2 separate regions of the Sus scrofa genome follow, and region 2 is linked to region 1. A link is a contact called in public Hi-C data. All regions are on one chromosome and are shown on one strand. Each heading gives the region's core, a stretch centred on a gene start, on an enhancer-like site or on the middle of the called end of the contact. The rest is flanking DNA. Distances are from core to core; before and after follow the strand shown. Region 1 overlaps CTBP2 (C-terminal-binding protein 2). Region 2 overlaps CTBP2 (C-terminal-binding protein 2).

Region 1 (5,425 bases), core at 1,367-3,866:
AACCTCAGGGTTCTGGGGCGTGAGCTGGAACCAGAGGTGGCAGCTGCCACTTCAGGGTAGAGCAGGCCCCAGATGCCCACAGCTGAGCCCTTGGCCAGTCTCGGGCTCCTGCTGTGGAACCGCCAGCCGGGGGCCGGGAACGACAGGGTGAGCCCCAGCTTTGGGTCATCGCCCGCACAGAATGCAGAGACGCAATGGTGAGGTCCCCAGGGCCCTGTCCGCAAGTGTCCTGGGAGCCCCCTTTTGTCCTTGAGACGTTCATGCTTTATTAGCGGTGGTCTCAGGTGAGGTCCTGGAAGTCAGCTCTTGGGGGAACTGCCACAAGGAAGAAGCATGTGGGGGAGGCACAGGCCCCTGGGGGTCGTATGACCCTGGCCATCCCCAGCAACAGTAAGAGACCGGCCCCAGGGAATTCCATCAGAGCCCTGAGCTGGAAAGCCGGTGTAGGAAAGCAGGCAGGGCAGCGGTCCAGCCTCACCTGGGGTGGAAAGCCAGTGGGTCCTTACACCTGGGCATCCGCTATTCCCCAAGCCCCGAGTCTGCAGCCCTCGCACCCTGGCCACGTCCTCCCTCTGGTGCTGCAGGGCTACCACGGGGGCTGGATCTGGGGGGGACATACAGACCCGGTGTCACCAAAGGCAGAAGCAGAACCACGTGTCTTCAGCTGCTTCGAGACGTGCTCCTTGGCAGCGTGTTTGCTGCTCTTCCACACTCCGGTGGGTCATTCTGGCCCAGTCACATGGTCTGAGTGGGTAGGGTTGGACCTGCCCCAGCGGAAAGCAGCAGCTTTCTAGACAGAACATCGGATGCTTCTTCAGGGCAAAGGGAACACAGGAGGCTCCCTTGGGACGAGTGAGAGTGCCTGAGCCCAGCCGCTAAAGACCAGGAGCCAGCCTGGAGAGGGTGCGCCCAGCAGCAGCAGGGCTGGGGCGTCTGGCCCTGCAAACAGCCCGCGTGGCCGGCGTGTGAGTGTCTAGGCGGATGATTTTACACGAGTGATCAGTGGTTCTGGGCTTTGTTTTAAAGTTCGGTTGGATAAAGGAAAATGCTGCTTTTCTCCATTCACATTCCCCGGGGTGGTGTGGACACTGCAGGCTGGGCTGTCGGATGGTTCCCTTTGGTTTCTCCAACAAAGGAGCCGGTGAAAGTGACAGCAAATGCTTGTCTTTCTGGAGGTGCCGAGGTAGTATCTTGTTGTTGTCGTTGTTGTGTTGTTTAATTAGATGATGTGCTTTCTTCACGTGAGACCTCTGCTTCCACTGCAGGAGATCCTTGCACACCCACGTGTGCGCACACACCTGCCGGGTTAGCACTGGTCACTCGGCAGGTCTTAGGTGGAGAGGCTCCTGTGAAGCTCCTCCTCGGCCAGCTCTCTGTCCAGCGGATCCCTGAGCTAGAAGGGAGACGCCTGAGAGCGCTCGCGGGGGGCGGGTGACTCATTAAGGGCATGTTCTATTTACAAGCTAATCTACGTGTCGAGGCGCCGTCTCTGGACCGAGCCTCAGCTGACTTTGCAGAGACCGCCAAAAATCAGTGCTGAGGAGTGGCTTAAATCCAGCCCCCCCCCCGCCCCCATGGAGCCCACCCAGCTTTCTGGGGGCCCCCCCTTTGTGCGGGTCACCTTCGAGAGCCCAGCTCTGGGTGCTCAGAGGGTCTGAGGAGGCCAGATTTCCTCCACACTGAGGTTTTTTTCTTAACAGCGTTACTGAGCTGTAACTCAGCCTGTGCTGTTCACCTCTCCGTGCGGTGGTTATCAGGCTGTTCGTGGACCTGACTTTGGAGACAAACAGCCTTCAGGGTGCCAGGGGTCCTGTGTGTGCTGGGCTTTCTCCCTGCCTGGCTGTGCCCCCCATCACTGCACCACCTGTGGGCAGTGCCGCTCACCCAGGGCGCCGTCTAGAAGAGTCCAGGGACACCCCAGCTGCACACCCTGGTCTGCTCCTGACTGGGGCCTTTGCATCCTTCCCCAGGGGACGCCCTACCCCCCCCTCCCCCCGCTTCTTCCCCTGCTCACGGGAAGTGCTGTGACATGGGGGGCGTTGACTTTCACCTTCTTCACCTGTTCCTTGAGGCAGGTGGGCACCCTTGGGTGTGGCCGGCAGATGTCAGCTAGCCTTGCAGGGTGACAGTGGGATCAGCAGCAACTCTGAGCACAACAGTGCTGGGATCAATTAGTGATGCCTGCCACGAGCACGAAAGGAGATAAGCGGTTGTGTGTTTGCTTTCCTGGTCCAGGTTTGCATTACTTTCGCCTCTTCTTCTGCCCTGAACACCCTAAGGATCATAATGGCCATTCGTCCAGTTCTTAATGGCCATCGAATTTCGAGGTGTTCACGATCTGGACAGGCTGACTTCCACGTCTTGGCTCTGATTGAAACCGACTTCATGTTCCTGATTTTCCAATACCTCAAGGAAAGCGGTTTCTTCCATAAGTCAAATTCCCTGTGTGTTTTGAGCTCCCTGTGGGAGCAGCCACACCTGGCTCACTTTGGGTCCCTGTGAGAACCAGGCTGGGCTCTCACATGTCGGAGCCTGGAGGTGAGGGGTTGGGAAGCAGTGAGGACAGGTCGGGCAGTGAGGACTTTGGCCTCAGCCTGCCGCGCGAGTGAGCAGCCGGAAGCCAGTGTGCTGGCCGTCCTCTGAGTCACTGCTCTTGCCTTCTGCCCCAGGAAGCACGCTGTAGTTTTCTCTAGCAACACGTAAAGCCAGAAAGCACTCTTGGTCCTCAGCCCCCAGGCTGCGGGTGCACCTCTCCTTGGTCATTGCCTCTGTCCAGAATCCTGGGCCAGCGAGAAAGGGCTCGCTTCCCCTCCTGCTGGCCAGGACTCAGGGGACTGCGGTGCGGGGCACGGGGGGGTGGGGGGTGATAGCAAAACAAGACGTGAAAAGAGAGGCCACCTGAGAAAAATCGGTTCTCCGCCATGTGGGGCGAAGATGTCTCTCTACACGAGTGGGTTGTCCCCGTCAAACCGCTGCCTGGTGACATCCCAGCCTGGCCGGGACGCGTGGGAAGGAAGTGAACCCAGCTCCCTTGGCCTGGGAGAGCTGCCCGGGGACACCTCAGAGAAAAGCAAGTTTGCCAGCTGAAGAGGCACTGTGGGGACAAAGGTGACTCCCTTTTTTTCCTTTTTTTTTTAACCTTAAAATAGTGCCACACTGAGCAGTCTGTGTCTTTATTCCAAATCATTGCCTGGCAGCTGCTCTGCCCGCTCTCCTTCATCTGCTCCTGTGTCTTCCCGTGAAGGGCGAGGGGTCCTCTGGGCAGTGGGCACCTGCCAGGGCGTCCAGGACAGTCGCTGTCTTCACTCCCTTTCCAGAACTGCTTGCTGGATTAATTCCAGCCAGTTGAGAACAGTTTTTATAAGGTTACAACACAAGGGAGGTATTCCCCCCACCCCCACCCCTGGCCTTACCCGAGGCTCCACAGCCTCCCTTTCTAGGTGGGATCCTCTCCCCCACCCCGCAGACAAGCAAGCGCCCTGGGGGGATGAGTGGACCCCACAACACAGCCAAGTTTGCGAGTTTGGAGCCAAGTCTCAGATAGGGGCTCATTGACTCCCCAGGGTCAGCGTCGGATTCCTGAGGTCGGTCACGAGTTGCAGCTCTAGGTCGTGGAGATGCAAGCCTGTGAAATATGCCGCTTATCAGACCCTGCTCGGACTGTGTCTGGCCTCCTGGGGAGCGGGACTGTTGAGCTCAGCCAGTAAAGACGGGGCCGAGCTGGGCTGCAGGAAGTGGTCTTTAACTGGGGAGCCTCTGCGCTCAAGGGGAGGCTGGTCTTCGGGGGTGGGAGACAGGATCAGACATGGTCCAGGCCTCTGGCTCTTGGGTGTCTGAAGTATCTCATCCCTGCCCACTGCAGGCCTCTGGGCTTTCTGTGGCTGTGGCATCGTGTCCCCTCCCCTGGCCTTGGCCACCTGCACCTGAGGGTGGGAGTACACCTGCTGCCACCTCCCTTCTAGGCCGCCCTGCAGGTCCTGGGAGCCGAGGACCCATTTGAGTGGTTGCCTCAGAGCCTTGTGCTAAGGGTGCAGGGCAGTGTGTCTGCTCTCGGGTCGTCCTAAGGCCCGCACAGGTCTCCCGTCTCTGGACCTTTCCAAGCACTCATTTGGGTGTCAGCCATCGAGATGGTTGGTGCCGCCCAGCTGGGTCCCACCTGCAGGGCTCTTCTCTGACCCCCCCGAGCAGCAATGAAGATCTGGGGGTGGGCTTGGTCTGCCTGGAAGGACCTTTCCCCTCTGGGGCAGCCCCCCTGTGCTTGTAACTACCAGGTGGGCGGGAAGGTGGCGTCCACATGTGATGCCGTGATCCTGAGATCGTGGCCAGCCCCGCGTGGGTGTTTGGAGGCTGCACATGGTCGCGATTGGCCAACGGCAAACCCGCAGGCCGTGTCACCAGAGGCCGGAGCAGCCCCAAAGAAGAGGTCTGGTGCTGTGATCCAGTAAGGTGGCCCCAGGGCTGGGTGACCAGAAAGTCACCCTCCCTTTCCACCTGGGAATTCATGAGGCCTTTGGGACTTGGCAGCCCCTGGACCACTGGCCGCTCTTAACAAAACTCCAGCAACTCAGCCTGGTTTCTCCTTTGTTTTCCACGGGGTGTCTCATTTCACAACTATCTGTGTGAACAACGGCAGCTCTAAGCATTGCCAGGCCCCGGGCAGACGTCAGAGCTGCCCTGCTTGGGCGAGCCTGAAACGAGCAAGTCATTGACACCAGGGGCGTCGGCTGCGCTTTCTGCGCTGGGAAGTGAATGCCGGACAAGTTGTCAAACGTGATGCACGGATACGGTTTCTGTGATTCGCCCAGATGCGCAGGAATTATCCTGAGATGGGCAGAGCGAGTTCCTCGGTGGGAAGGGGCATGGTGGACGGGGAAGCGTCTTTTGACCCCAGGGCCACCAGGACCCTCCAGCCCTCAGCAGCAGGGGTGTCCTTGGGCTCTGCTGGGTCCTTGTGCCGTGTGAAGTGGCTCTAATTCCCTCCTCGGCTTTTGTCTCTTTGACTGTTTGTTATAAGCGGGCAGAGAAGCAACACTGATTTTTGTCAGCCTTGGAGCTCGCAGGGTTTGAACAGTGTCTAGAAGTTGGTAGCCTAGCTTTTGATCACAAACCCGTTTTTAGGGAATTCTCATTAGACACTGTGCTTTGCAAATGTCCCCTGAATTCCCCTGACCTTAGAGGAAATAGGGCAACTCCCTCCAGCCTTGGGACCAGCCCCCGAGTTTGATGCCCTGTTTTCCAGAGTCCTTTAAGGGGTTATTTGGCATCTGAATCTGTCTGTACAGCTCTTAGTCCATGATGTGTCGTTTCTATGCTAATAACACTAAAAATTGTTCAAATGGTCAGAGGCCTTGAAGGGTGTGTCAGTTAATGTGAGTGAAATTACGAAGTCGCATTGCAGCTTCATCTTCCTGGCACTTCCTGGGGG
Region 2 (5,425 bases), core at 860-3,359, 41 kb before region 1:
CTCGTGAGTCCTGGGAGCACCTGTTTAGATCCTGAACCCCACTTCATCCAAAGTGTCTCTCCCAGGAGAGCAGCAAAAGTGAGACCTGACTTGGGCTCCCAGGTGTCCCCTTTCCTGGTTCTGCAGCTCTTGGGCTCCAGAGGAGCAAGCCCAGGGGCTGGCCAATTCTCTGATCCCTGGAAGCTTCTGCCCAGCTGGTGGGGGAGGGCAGGAGATCAGCAAGATGGGCTCCTGGCTGGGTCCACTCCAGCACTGGTGTCCTTGGGGCGGCCCGCTGGCCCTGCACGCCCGCCTCCGGCCACAGCCCTCCCTGAGGTCCAGGACTCTGGGAGTTTGGGTGGGTGGAGGGTGGCAGGTCTTGGGTCCAACCTAAATTTCATCTACATCACCTTGTTTTTTAAAGTCATGTATTGTGCTTCCCCCCACAGTTGTCCACATACCCGAGACTGAGTTTTAAATTCTCATTTCTGACATGAAATTGCATGTTTCTTGCTGGCTGCAGTGGGCAGTCTTGGTGGGGACCTCAGGTCCCAGACCAAGGATGGAGCCCGGGCTGCAGCGGCGAAAGCGAGTCCTCCCCTAGACCCCCAGGGAACGCCCGTGGGTCTTGCTCTTGATGGAGCAGCAGCTGCGTTTCTTCTCCGGAAAGCAGCAAACCCCGCCAGAATCCCGAAACAACTACTAGCATTTTCTCCTTAAGCCTGGGTGTAGAAAAAGTCACTTAGTGCAACACAGCAGGTAGTTTCCAGGTGGCTGTAATGTGCAGAAACTTGTCTACCTTCCCTGGGGGTAACGGGATGCTCTGCAGGTCCTGGAAGAGCAACAGGCCCTGGGAAGCGGAGTTTGGTGGTGGCGGGCGATGCTCGAAGAACCTGGCTGACTTGATTCTGTGATCTTTCTGTGTACACTGTGTGGCTTCACCTTTTAACACGGGTGAAATTAGGATACAGCTCACGCCATGCTGTGTGCGCACCGTCCGTCTGGGGCTTGGTGGTTTGTGGGAAGGGAGTGGCACTGGCTGTAGTTGGCGAAGGCTGGCACATGCACACACAAGGCGCCTCCCAGACACAGACGTGCACGAGGATACCTTTGTCCATTGACGAACTTGTAGTACGTTTTGCAGGTTTTCTCTTGCCTGTGATCTTTAAAGTGGGCGTCTTTGGGAAGCGTGGAAGCTGTGAATTCTGGCTTCTCTCCTGCCTGGTCTGGAAGGAAAGAGGCTCCATCTTTCAGACGTGGATGAAGCCGGACGCCCTCTGCCTGCTGTGCAGGGATTCAGGTCAGGTCCTAGCCGGGGAGTTTTTGTCCCACTGTAAAGCTTCTATGTAACCCAGCTCTGTCATTGTAACCGACAAACAGAACTCTGCTCCCGGAAGGCGTCCGCTTTTTATGAGAGTCCAGTGAGAAGCCTGAAACAGGACCCAGTTCATGAAAAGCCCCAGGCCTGGTTTCTGCACCAGCCAGCTGGAGGCCGGCTCCTCCTGGGTCTTGTGGACAGGAAGCGGGCTGGCTGGCCGGCCAGCCCAGCCGGTGCCCTGTGTCAGAGGAACAAAGGCCAGGCCAGCCTGTCACCCGAGGGAACAGGAGGGGGTCCTGAGGAGGGTTAGAGGGTACGTTGGAACTGGACAGAGCTGGCCGAGAGGCTTTGGGGGCCGGGGTTTTGTCCACAAATGAACTTGGCCCTATTTTAAGCCATGTTATGTACCAAGACTTCCTGTTTTTCCAAAGAAACCTCTTGTTTTGGTTTTTGCGATGATGGATTTATTGAAACATGGGCCATTCAACTGACCCACGCTGTTTTCCAACCAAAGAGTCAAGCTGGAGATGTTGTAAGCACCCCCTTCCCTAGAGATTGCTGCTCCTTCAGGAATATTTCAGCCTTGGTCACCCATCAGCGAGCCAACAAAGCGCCAACTGCCAGGCGGGGCCCTGGTTGGATGTCATAGCTGGGGGCTCGGCCCCTTGTTTAGCAGGGGCGGGGGCTGGGCTGGTCAGAGGACAATTGAAAGGGGGTTTTTGTTGTTCTCTGGGCTAAGTTAAGCCATGTGCCTCTCTCTTTCTAGGAGTGCTGGGCTGGCCAATCCGAGCCGCCCCAGTCCCACTCACTTCCTGCCGACCTTTCGACCCCGACAGATGTTTTTTCTTACAAGTGTCTTTAGGCTGCTCTACTCGCTGACCTCATCAAATTGTATTGGGGCCATTTTCATAAGTTTTGTTTCTGAACCTCCCTTTAACCCTTGCTGAGTCCGTCTGAGAAGAAGAGCGCTCTGCCTGCTGTTTGAGCTCGGGCTCGTCTCTCGTCTGTCCCCTTGTCTGTCCCCGGCGTAGTAAGGGGCTGAGCCCACCCCGTTTCCCAGGGCCGGATGGATGCACAGCGGGGAAGCCTCAGCTTCCACGAAAAGCTAGAGTGGAGACTCACACACCAAGAGTGCCGTGAAGGACCCGACAGCTCCCCGAGGGACCCTTCCAGAACTGCGGGCGCTGCATGTGGATCCGTGCCGCTGTCACAGCTCATCAGACTTGGGGGGCCACGTGTGCCTGGGAGATGGGACCCCAGTAGGTACCACCTCTCAGCGCCTGTGTGGGGGTTGGGAGTGATCTCGCCGAAGGACCCAGGCCCGTGGATGTTTCTGTGGCCTCTCCATCCCTCGTCCGAGAGACCAGAGCATCGTCTGCCCGGAGGCTGGGTCTTTTCTGGAGTCAGGACGATGGTGTCAGTATCTTGGCCTTTCTGCATAAAACAGCGTATAGCTTGGGGACCAGCACATTCCCAGAGGGGCGCTGGGTTGTGACTCCATCCGAAAGGACGTGGGCATTCTCTAGGCTCAGCCTTCTGAAATCCCCGGCGTGGGGGGAGCACCTTTGTCCGGGGAGCACCTGGGATGCTGAGGACTCGCCCAGAGCCTCGCCCAGAGCAGGTGTGGTGACTCAGATGGGTGACTGTGCTGGGTGTGCTCTCTGCAGTGTAGACGGCTTAGTTATTGAATGCGGCACAGCAGAATGTGTTCTCAGGCCAGCTGTGTACAGGTTGGTGAGTTCATGCTCAGAAAGCTCCTAGAGCAGTGCCCGCCTCACACGAAGCTCTCGGGGAGCCGTGGCCCTTCAAGTGACACTTGTAAAAACCATGGCAGCCTTTCAGGACCAGACAGCAGGAGTCACCGGTCCCCCTCTTCAGAGGAGCCGTGTCAAGGGCCGCCTACCTTTCTAACTGGACTTTTTTTTCTTCTTTTTTTTTTTTTTTAATAAGTTTAGTTTTTTCTTTATTTTATTGATCCTTCCCTTGGCTGTTCCTGGCTTCCGGTCTGGGGGCTCCCCAGGAGGAGGCGGGCGTGTTGACAGGGTTCAGGGCTGGGGGTGCGCCTCGCTGCAGTGTGGCAGCACCTTTCCAACCTGGCTGGTGTGCCTTGAGCTGGCTCCAGATTTTTCCCAATAACTAACACCTCTGCAGAGCAGCTGGGTTGACCTGGGAGTTGTAGGAATGAGCAGAAAGCTGGGCTAAGAGGGACCTGGTGGGGTTGAGTCTCCCTCCGGCTCTCTATCTGTGAGGCCAGCAGTTTGGATTTGTCAACTTGTCAAATCTTGGAATGTTCCAGAAATGCCGTGGTTCCAAGAAACCACCGAAAGCCACAGGAGCATGTGTGGACGTGTGTGTGTGTGTGTGTGTGTGGACGTGTGTGTGTGTGTGTGTGTGTGGACGTGTGTGTGTACACTTGCATCCACAGTTACGCTCCAGGGCCTTTTCTGACTTTTGGGCTCCTGGCAGGGTGGCTGGTAGGTCAGCTCCCCTCTGTCCTTTCACGTTTCGCAGGAAACTGAAGCTCTGTGCGGGCTCCCTTTCATGGTCCCTGCGTCCTTTCTGCTCTGAATCGGAGAGCTCACCTTTCATAGTTGCGGTTCAAGGACCTCGTCTAAGATCAGAAAGCAGGAGGGCCTGTGTATCGGTGCGTCACCCTGCAGCAGGAGGCCTCAAAGGCCGCGTGCTTCCTGGAGGGCCCCGTTTTTGATAGAGCTTTTTAACGCCCCAGATTTATGGGTGTGTGTGAGTCAGAGCGGAGACCCCAGAGCGCCCTGCACGGTGAGCACAGCCTTGGAATTGACCGAAGCGACTGAAAATCTCAGCAGACTTTCCGTCTCTGGGCCTGTGGGCACCACGAAGTGTGAAGAATGCAGGTTACAGACCTGGGTTTATCAGACAGACCTGGTGGTGTCCGCGCCGGTGGCTGAGGATTTGTAGCATTTTGGTGGCTTCTGGTTAACATTCTTTGTCCTGGAGGTGAGGGATGCGTGGTACTGCCGCCGGGCAGATGGGTACTGTTTTTCCTGCTGGACTGACCGAATGACTGATCAGTAACTTTGATCGATTGGGTAAAAGGGATTGTTCGTCTATTGCTGTGTGACAAAACTTCAAAACTTGAGTGTTAAAACAGTGGGACCTTCCCGGAGTGTCCTTGGGTCAGCTGGGTGCCCTGGCCAGAGTCTCTTGTGATACTGCCACCAGGATGTCAGTCCAGCTGCCACCTCAACAGAAGGCTTGACGGAGGGAGGCCGCTTTCATGGTGGTTGGTGGTGGTTGATGGGATTCGGTTCCTCAGTGGCCATTGATCAGAGGTCACTGTCACTTCTCGTGGTCTCGGGGCAAAGCAGCTCATGGCAGGCAGCTGGCATCCAGGTAGAGAGGAGACGCCCAGACAGAAGCCGCGTGCGTCTCCATACCGGCACTTCCCTGTACTTAGAATAAAGTCTGTTTGCCCCGCGCGGAGATTGCCCAGGACACAGGTGCCGGAGGTGCGGTCGCTGGGGGCCGTGCGTGTGGTCGCTTTTTCTGGCTCCCCTAGCACGAGTGGACCTGCCCCAAGCAGAGGGGGGCCGCGTCGTGGCAGCGAAAATCCTCCGTGGGCCCCTGAGGAGTGGTTTGGGCTCCCGAGGCAGGAGGCACAGCCCTCGGGGGACCTGCCTTTCCCTGGAAGGTCATCGTTGTCGTTTTCATGGTTCCTGGGTTGTCTGGTCTGGGGTCTCGAGCCGTATGTCTAAATGTCTGAGTCCTTGCAGGCTCCTCCTCTGATGTGCTTTGTCGGGGAGTCGGGAGGACCGATGTGTTCGGCGTCCCCAGAAACCAGCTCTGATTTTTAAGTGGCCGTCCCCTCGTCAAGTGTTCTTACATGGAGTTTGGTGTAACGTTAGGAACCTGGGGCCTTAGCACACAGTCAGCTGTACTTATCTAAACGGGTGACTGTCCTCGTGTCTCCCCCGCCCCCCGCCCCACAGTGTTTGCCCCGTTTATAAAGCACCCAGTTGTTCCAGACAAGGACGCACACCTAGAAAGTTCTCGCAGGGGCAGTGCTTCTTCCTTTCCCCCGTTGGAGCACCTGCTCTACACCAAGTGGTATTTCAGCCCTGGTACAGAGCCATCGAGGTAAAAATGCCG

The links. Hi-C and Micro-C count contacts between places; a contact is called where the count stands out from the background.
Region 2: a Hi-C map of liver shows a contact between it and region 1, with 1.9 times the contacts expected there. The contact joins two enhancer-like sites. A contact is called at or near these places in 1 of 5 promoter capture datasets (liver), 19 of 47 Hi-C or Micro-C datasets (alveolar macrophages, brain, embryonic fibroblasts and 10 more) and 2 of 2 datasets of contacts at active chromatin or transcription factors (alveolar macrophages and skeletal muscle).

The regions. Positions count from the first base shown.
Region 1 is chr14:134,346,247-134,351,671 of Sscrofa11.1, reverse strand. The region is part of intron 3 of CTBP2 (C-terminal-binding protein 2); the gene reads left to right. Among named protein-coding and RNA genes, the nearest start is that of ZRANB1, 95 kb to the right of the region's middle. Within about 2 kb of position 2,616, at least 19 of the 83 cell types and tissues checked have an H3K27ac peak or open chromatin away from gene starts, as enhancers often do. A contact at or near this core is called in liver and omental adipose tissue, where this site is marked.
Region 2 is chr14:134,386,500-134,391,924 of Sscrofa11.1, reverse strand. All of the region lies in intron 2 of CTBP2 (C-terminal-binding protein 2), which reads left to right. Among named protein-coding and RNA genes, the nearest start is that of CTBP2, 100 kb to the left of the region's middle. Within about 2 kb of position 2,109, at least 35 of the 83 cell types and tissues checked have an H3K27ac peak or open chromatin away from gene starts, as enhancers often do. A contact at or near this core is called in liver and omental adipose tissue, where this site is marked.